Regions from separate parts of the Mus musculus genome. Here region 1 is linked to region 2. A link is a contact called in public Micro-C data. All regions are on one chromosome and are shown on one strand. The core of a region is the stretch at or near the end of the contact, and the rest is flanking DNA. Distances in the headings are between cores, read along the strand shown. Region 1 has its middle 81 kb from the start of Cxcl13. Region 2 has its middle 11 kb from the start of Cxcl13.

Region 1 (3,673 bases), core at 95-2,594, 93 kb before region 2:
ACATTTTCAGAACTATAGTATCGCAGCTGTTATTCTCTGGGGAATCAAGTCTTCACAGACCACCAGAGTCCTGTGTCTTTTGTGTCTTTTCTTTCCCTTAGAAAACTCTTGACCAACAGAGATGAGGGTAGGATCATCAGCTCTGTTCTGTTCCTCAACTCTCCTCTTTGTGACCCTGAGAGGTACCAAGAGGAGGGTCTGGGAAAAAAAGGGGGGAGAGGGAAAGATAAGAATTGGGAACAAAACACCCATGGAAGGAGTTACAGAGACAAAGTTTGGAGCGGAAATGAAAGGATGGACCATCTAGAGACTGCCATACCCGGGGATCCATCCCATAATCAGCCTCTAAACGCTGACACCATTGCATACACTAGCAAGATTTTGCTGAAAGGACGCTGATACAGCTGTCTCTTGTGAGGCTATGCTGGTGCCTGGCAAACACAGACGTGGATGCTCACAGTCAGCTATTGGGTGGATCACAGGGCCCCCATTGGAGGAGCTAGAGAAAGAACCCAAGGAGCTAAAGGGGTCTGCAACCCTATAGGTGGAACAACAATATGAACTAACCAGTAGCGCCCCCCCCCCAGAGCTCGTGTTTCTAGCTGCATATGTATCATAAGATGGCCTAGTCGGCCATCACTGGAAAGAGAGGTCCCTTGGTCTTGCAAACTTTATATGCCTCAGTACAGGGGAACGAACGCCAGGGCCAAGAAGTGGGAGTGTGTGTGTGTGTGGGGGGGGGAGTATGAGGGGACTTTTGGGATAGCATTGGAAATGTAAATGAAGAAAATACCTAATAAAAAAAAACTTTAAAAAAAAACACATCCTCAAAAAAAAAAAAAAAAAGAACGGAGATATATACACACACACACACACACACACATACAAGCATGCACACACACACCACACACACAAGCATTCACACACACCACACACACACAGAGAGACACACATTAACCAAATCCAACTAGATCCATGGTTTTAAATACATGTGTAGAAAGATAGGCTGTTCCTTTCCTGAAGGGCATTAATACATCTCTGGGTTGATAATACGTTCCAAAACTATAGGATTATATGAAGTCTTGTAAAACATTTCATTGGGCTTTAATACTGGTTGGTTTTTAATTCATTGATATTTAAATTGATTCTTGTGTTTTCCTGTTGTGAGTGAAAATAATGTGCTCTATGTTTGCATTCTGATATTAAAATTGACCTTGCTAGCATGGATACACATGCAAACTTTAGTTTCTAATCTGCTTTCTCCACGACCGTCCTGTGAGCCAGGGCTTAAACTCCTGACAGATGGTGTGGCGTTGAATGCTGCTGCTAACTGAGCATGCCAGGAATTTAGAGTTGCCTAAACAGGGTAATACATGGCCTGTGGGAAGACAGCTGAGTTGGAACAGAATTAGAGGTGAGGAGGTTAGACACATTTCCCTAAAACAGACTGCATTCCAGAGTCTCAGTAAAAGCCATTTAGAAAAAGCATTTAGACGGCAGGAAGGGTCTACTGAAGAGTGCAGTCGCATGGATGGATGATGGAACTAGGGTTCAACAGAGCCTGCCAAACATGGAAAGGGGAAGTGAAAGAGACAGACGTACCTCTGAAAGTGGAGAATGCCGGCCCCAGAGAGACTATACCTCTCTGCTTCCCAGAAACGTGGTTTGCTGTCTCATGCTTTGAGCATTGTGTGGCTATGAATTGGAGAGCTCTTAACACGGATAGTTCACACTGTATAAGGATTCAGTTGAAAAAGGCGAACTTCCTGAAATGACAACGCCTTCTAGCCATCCTGATCCAAAAGCCTTGTTTGTCTATGGTTAGTATAGCCCTGTAGCCCCCTCTTGCCTATTACTTTCTCAGTGCTAGCAGTCAAAGCCAGAGCCTCATGAATTCTAGGCAAGCCCTCTGTGCCGGAGCTCTGTCCCCAGCCTTCAGATTCCAGGAAGGAAACCGCTGGTGTCTGTCATAGTTCAATTTCTTCATGTGCCTCAAGGGCAGAGCCCTGTGGGAAGAGCTCCTCTGGAAGGTTGAAACGCTAGAACGACAGCCTGAGCTCAGGTAGTCTACTGTACAAGGAGATGGACAGGAATCGGACAAATGAACCTATGATTGTAATTCAAGATAACCAAGAAAACTGTCCTAAAGAAGCTGTCAAGAAGATTGAAAAGCAAGACAGGGATCAGTGAAGAAGACGGGTTTTTACAAACGATTTAGGAAAAGTTTGTGAAGGGTGTCTGAGGTCATTACTGATAAAAGAAATCACGTAAACACATGAACCAAGGTCTACCTGTCCCCTCCTGGTGCATACACACCACATAAAATGTGCTGAGGTCTCCTGAATAAATAAATCTACCCTCATGTTCAATTTCTGGCTTAAATTTGTGTCGAATAAATATGTTTTGAATATTTGAAAACTTACACAAGCTTACAGAATACAAAAAAAAAAAGAGGCCATGGGCTTTTGACAACTGGGTAGATTTTAATTTGGAGCAGACAAGAGGGTTCATCAAGTAAAGATGCCTGCTGCCAAGCCTGATGACCCGGGCTAATCCCTGGGAACCATATACGTAGTGGAAGGAGAGCTGATTTCAATACCAACTCCTTCCCTCCACCCAAATGCACGATAAATGAAAACACAAAAAGGATTTAGGTTAGAAATTCTACCCGCTTCCTTGTTATATGACCATAAATGACCTATCCAGCCTCTCTCTCTGAGTACATATCTATAAAAGTGAGGCATTTAAGAGTGTGCTCTCGAGAAACTCTAAGGGTTAAATCAGAAGACATTGAGCCCACCCGCATGCTAGATTCTCTGCGCTTCTGTCCTTACCCTTGCCCTTACAAGCCCTGTGAGTGCTCATTGCTTTCTAGGCAACAGCAGAGGGCAACATCACCCCGTTCTTCTACCCAAGGTTTCCTGGAAACAAGTCATGTCCTTACAGATAGGAGTTTTAGAAATACGTGAGCAAGGAAGGGGATAGGAACTCAGTGTTATGGAAGGTAAAGAGGACAGTAAGGGGCAAACCGTGGGATCAACTGGGAGCAGCTGTGTCTTGCTCTGGGCAGCAGCTGTGTGTGAATCTCCCATTGTAGCAGTCTTTCTTTGCCAGCTCTGTCAGGGAGGCTTTTGGTGTTAATAGAACATAGAACCTCACTGAGAATCTGAATGGAAGTCCCTGGCCTGGGAGGCCAGCTCTGAAGTCTGCTCGCCTTTGCCTTGTGGAGCCTCACCTTGCCTGAGACAACTCTAGCATCGTCCTATAGCCCTCGAGTGGCCATTAATAGCATCCTTTTTTACTTTCAGAATCTTTTGAGTCCCAGGATATATTTTACTCAGCATGCTTGGGTGGATGGATACCCTCTCGGGGACCATGCTATGCTTCTCCAGCCTGAACCCAGGGCTCCCGTCAGCCACTGGCCCTTTCTTTGCTTCCTGAGATCTGGTCCCTGCTGACTTCTTCAAAGGAATGTAGTATAGGGACCAGCAGGGGTAACCTGGTCTAAGGCACCTGGTGCCCCTCTTCTGCAAGCAGGGTGGAGCTAATAAGAATCTCCAAGTTGCCAGCCTGCTAGCAGCCAGGTCTTCTAGTTATTAGAGAATGACTATTCTGAAGGATCCAAGATGAAGGAGAGACACATAAAGTTCCTTAGGAGTGCTTCTAGTGGCGA
Region 2 (3,694 bases), core at 1,186-3,685:
TTGACCCTGCTGTTGTAGCCTGACTGGCTGTTGCTATGAGAGTGGGGGTGAGGGTGGGGATTGGGATGGGATGGGGGGCATTGCCATAGGATGTTTGCTCAAGTTGGCTTTGTGGTTTTCTTTCTGGAGTGGGAGTTTAGCCCCTGTGGAGTATTTTTTTTTTTTTTGCAAAAACAGAGTTGCTGGGCTTTATAGTGGGAGATTTGAAGTCTCCCTAATGTGCTGCAGGCCAACACCACTTGACCCTGAACCAATTTCTCCATTACAGGAGCACATTTGTAACCTTTGATGCTTGGATATTTGCCCCATGCCAGTCCCTTTGGAGGCAGAGAGAACTGGCCAAAAAGCTAAGCCTGGTGTTTTCCTCCACTCCGGCCTTCAAAGACTGAAGGGTTGTTGCCATTTGTAATGTGAGATAGCTCTTCCCTGTTGTTTCACTGTTTCCGCTTTAGATGCACTCCAACAACAAGAAGCACACTGCTCACAGGAGTTGAGAAGAGGGAACCGCCTCTCTTGTACCACTAGCTATCCCACCAGCTCCCTTTCTCAGGTAGTGACTGATGTGGTAGAGGAAGTCAAGCACCCAGTGGTGGCCTTCCTTAAGAGGCAGAGGTGGGACCTGGAGCTAGTGCTGCTCTGGGTACATTGTGCATGTTACAAAGAAGATGTTTTGTCTTTGGCCTGTGAAAGTCAGCCAAACATTTAGCACTTTCATTGTATGTGCTTGGATTGCTAAACTCAATGCATCCTGGCTGTGAGATTAAAAGCACAAGATAGGATTACTTCCATAGAGGATGCCCCAGGGTGTTGGATTTTCCAACACTACACGTTTACTTGATTACAGAGTAAGAGATCTTAGTAGTGACCTCAAAGCAGCAGTTACCCATACTATACAAAAGAGGAGAAACTAAGGGTCATTTTTGCAGACCTTGTAGCTGTCTCCACGACACGCAAAGGGACTGTTTAGTGAGGGGAAAGGAAACGTGAGGAATTACTTTATAACGGACTTTGTGGAAACTAAGGTTTTGACTTGTGGTCTTTGTGTATGTCCATGATGCAAATACCCCAACTATGGCAATTTCAAGCTGCAAATTTAAGGTCACTGACTATGGCACTAGGGAAAGATTAATGCTATCAGTCTTAGCCAGCGCCTGCATGCCAGTGAGTCAGCCCAGTGGCCTATGAACAGAGCCAGACAGTTGCTTCCAGGGTTTGCAACCTGAACAGTTTAATCCTGTGCCCTACTATCCCTACGAACAGAGCCCTGGCTTGTCTGAACTGCTTTTAGTAAGCTGACAGCCAGGAGCAGGTTTTGAGCTATGCTGTCAACACTAGTAAAAAAGCTGATGAACTGGATCCCTGATAAAGCCATTGTCTCAGTATTTTTATCATTGTTTCTCTGTGCAGGGGAGGGCAGTTGTTCTACTGATCTTGTGTTCTAGAGAAGTGGTGCCTTCAGAGCCTTGCTCAGGGCCCAAAGCATTTAGAGTAACTGCACTGGCTCAAGTATCCAGGGCAGGAGGAAAAACTTGGTCTCTGTGTCCTTAGAGTTGCCTGTGTTGTCTCCCTCCCTCCTTGTCTCACTGGGAGGGCCCAGAGCCCTTCTGAGTCCAAAGTTGGGCTCCTTCCACTGCAGTGGGATCTATGTAGCTCCATACACATGTGTATTCAACCTGTGTGAGTAAGAGGTACCAGTTAAGCTGTTTCTTCTCAAGGCAGAACAGACTTGCTTGCCTGCCTGGCCATGGATTTCAGTAGACTGTCTTAGTACTCAGCAATAGCAATGACCTTCTGGGGGTTCATCACCAAAAGCAGAACCCCCCTTCCTTTGCATCCAAGAGGCTCTCTCTTTGCCAACACTGGGGTAGTGCTGGCTCTGTATCTCCTCTCTACTGGCTGGTCACAGGGATCTTTGTCCAACTAGTAATGGCTGAGGTATAGGTCCCTCTACCCAACAGGCTTTAAGTACAGAAGGTTTTCATTGGAATTAAAATACCTAGATTTGGGAGCTCATGCTTCTTAAACTAACAACTTAAACTCTGATCTCCAAATATTTTCATCTTAAAAAGGAGACGAACATCAGGATGCTCACACAGGGATGCTACCAGAAGTTTCATGTGTATAGAAGACATTGGTAAGGGATGATTTTGAAATTTTAGTTAGTTTTCTATTTCATCAATGTTCCCTATGTGCATTTTTGTTAACTTTCATTCCTGAGGCCAATTTCCTCAAACCCGCATGGACAATCAGCTCTGCTCTGGAGGGCCAGGTCTCAAGGGACCATCCATTCATTCATGACAGCATCTCTATTTACAAATCTCAGGCTTTGTGAGGAATCTTGTAAGAGGACAGACGTGGGAGATGGTGCTAAGTGATGACTGTTGTTCCCTTGCTGTAAATCAAGGGGAGTATGCTCTCTTAAGTGGACTTGGCTCTGGGCATAGTTAATTTGCTCTGGGAGTTTCATTTTATTAGCAAGTGACTCATCACAGCCACAAACAGGAAAACGAAGCAGACTTTGGGTTTTCACAAATCTCTGGTCAGTAGTTTCTTTCCTTGTGGTTTAGAAGAGTAGACAAGGAAAAGAGTTGCCCCAAAGCACTGAAATCTAAGGGAATTCTGAGAGACTAGCACCTCAGATCATGGTGAAAACTGAAAAAAAAAGATTCCATTAAAACCATATTGATTGTAAATTAATAACAGCTTGGAACCTCTCTCTCTAAGTGCAGATAATTAAAAAAATTACCATAATCTACGTTTAACTGTCCAGGAGGCATCTGAAAATCAAGAGACAGTGAGGCCCATTGCTACTATGGATTCTGAAAAGGCCCTGGACATTCAGGGTGCCAGTCCTATGATAGCCAGCTCTCATCACAGACTTAAATCTTGAGTGACTCAATCCATGACTTAAATGGATTGATTCTGTTAGCATTCTGTCTAAGCTCTGCCCCACAGTTACCTGACCACAGCCAGGCAGGCCTGACCCACTATAAAAGGGGCTGCTTGACACCTCTGCTCCTTGCTCCTTTCTTGCTGCTCTCTTGCTCCTTTGCTCTTCCCTCCCTCCTCCCTTCCCCATTCCCTTTCTGCCCTCTCTCCATGTGCTAATGGCCAGCCTACTCCTCTGTTTATACTTTCTCTCTCTCTCCTCCCCCCCTCCCCTCCCCTCGCTCCCCTCCCCTCCCCTCTCCCTTCTCTGTCTTTACTATCCTCTTAACTTCCCTCCCCATGTCCTGAATAAACTCTATTCTATACTATACAGTCATGTGGCTGGTCCCTCAGGGGGAAGGGATGCCTTGGCATGGGCCCGCCAAGGCACCTCCTTCCCCCATATCTCACCACACCTCCATAGAACATATCCTCCCTTCTCTTTATCTTTTTATAAACACACCAGATTCTGCCTGTGGCATGACCTTGTCTTGGTCCTTGTTGTCTAGATACCTATGGTTTCCTCTGCTTTGACAACGTTCCATGGATTCTAGGAGGCTTTTTTTTTTTTGCCCTCCCAATAATCTCTTTTATTATTTTTAATTACGGCCAAGTGAGTCTATACTGCCATCATAATCTTGCTTTGAAGAAACCAGAGTGTAGAATCCCCATCCAGGAGGATGAGCCAAAGGCTACCTCACCCATCACCCTAGCAGATCTTGTCTTAGTTGTTCAGCTTTGAGCACAGGGGCAGGGATTTGTGGGT

Evidence for each region. Hi-C and Micro-C count contacts between places; a contact is called where the count stands out from the background.
Region 1: a Micro-C map of muscle stem cells shows a contact between it and region 2, with 3 times the contacts expected there. The contact joins two enhancer-like sites. A contact is called at or near these places in 2 of 39 promoter capture datasets (hippocampal neurons and liver), 1 of 484 Hi-C or Micro-C datasets (muscle stem cells) and 1 of 9 other capture datasets (pancreatic islet).

What each region holds. Positions count from the first base shown.
Region 1 is chr5:96,035,707-96,039,379 of GRCm38.p6, reverse strand. No RefSeq gene overlaps it. Among named protein-coding and RNA genes, the nearest start is that of Cxcl13, 81 kb to the right of the region's middle. Within about 2 kb of position 1,344, at least 36 of the 459 cell types and tissues checked have an H3K27ac peak or open chromatin away from gene starts, as enhancers often do. A contact at or near this core is called in muscle stem cells, where this site is marked.
Region 2 is chr5:95,944,057-95,947,750 of GRCm38.p6, reverse strand. No RefSeq gene overlaps it. Among named protein-coding and RNA genes, the nearest start is that of Cxcl13, 11 kb to the left of the region's middle. Within about 2 kb of position 2,435, at least 20 of the 459 cell types and tissues checked have an H3K27ac peak or open chromatin away from gene starts, as enhancers often do. A contact at or near this core is called in muscle stem cells, where this site is marked.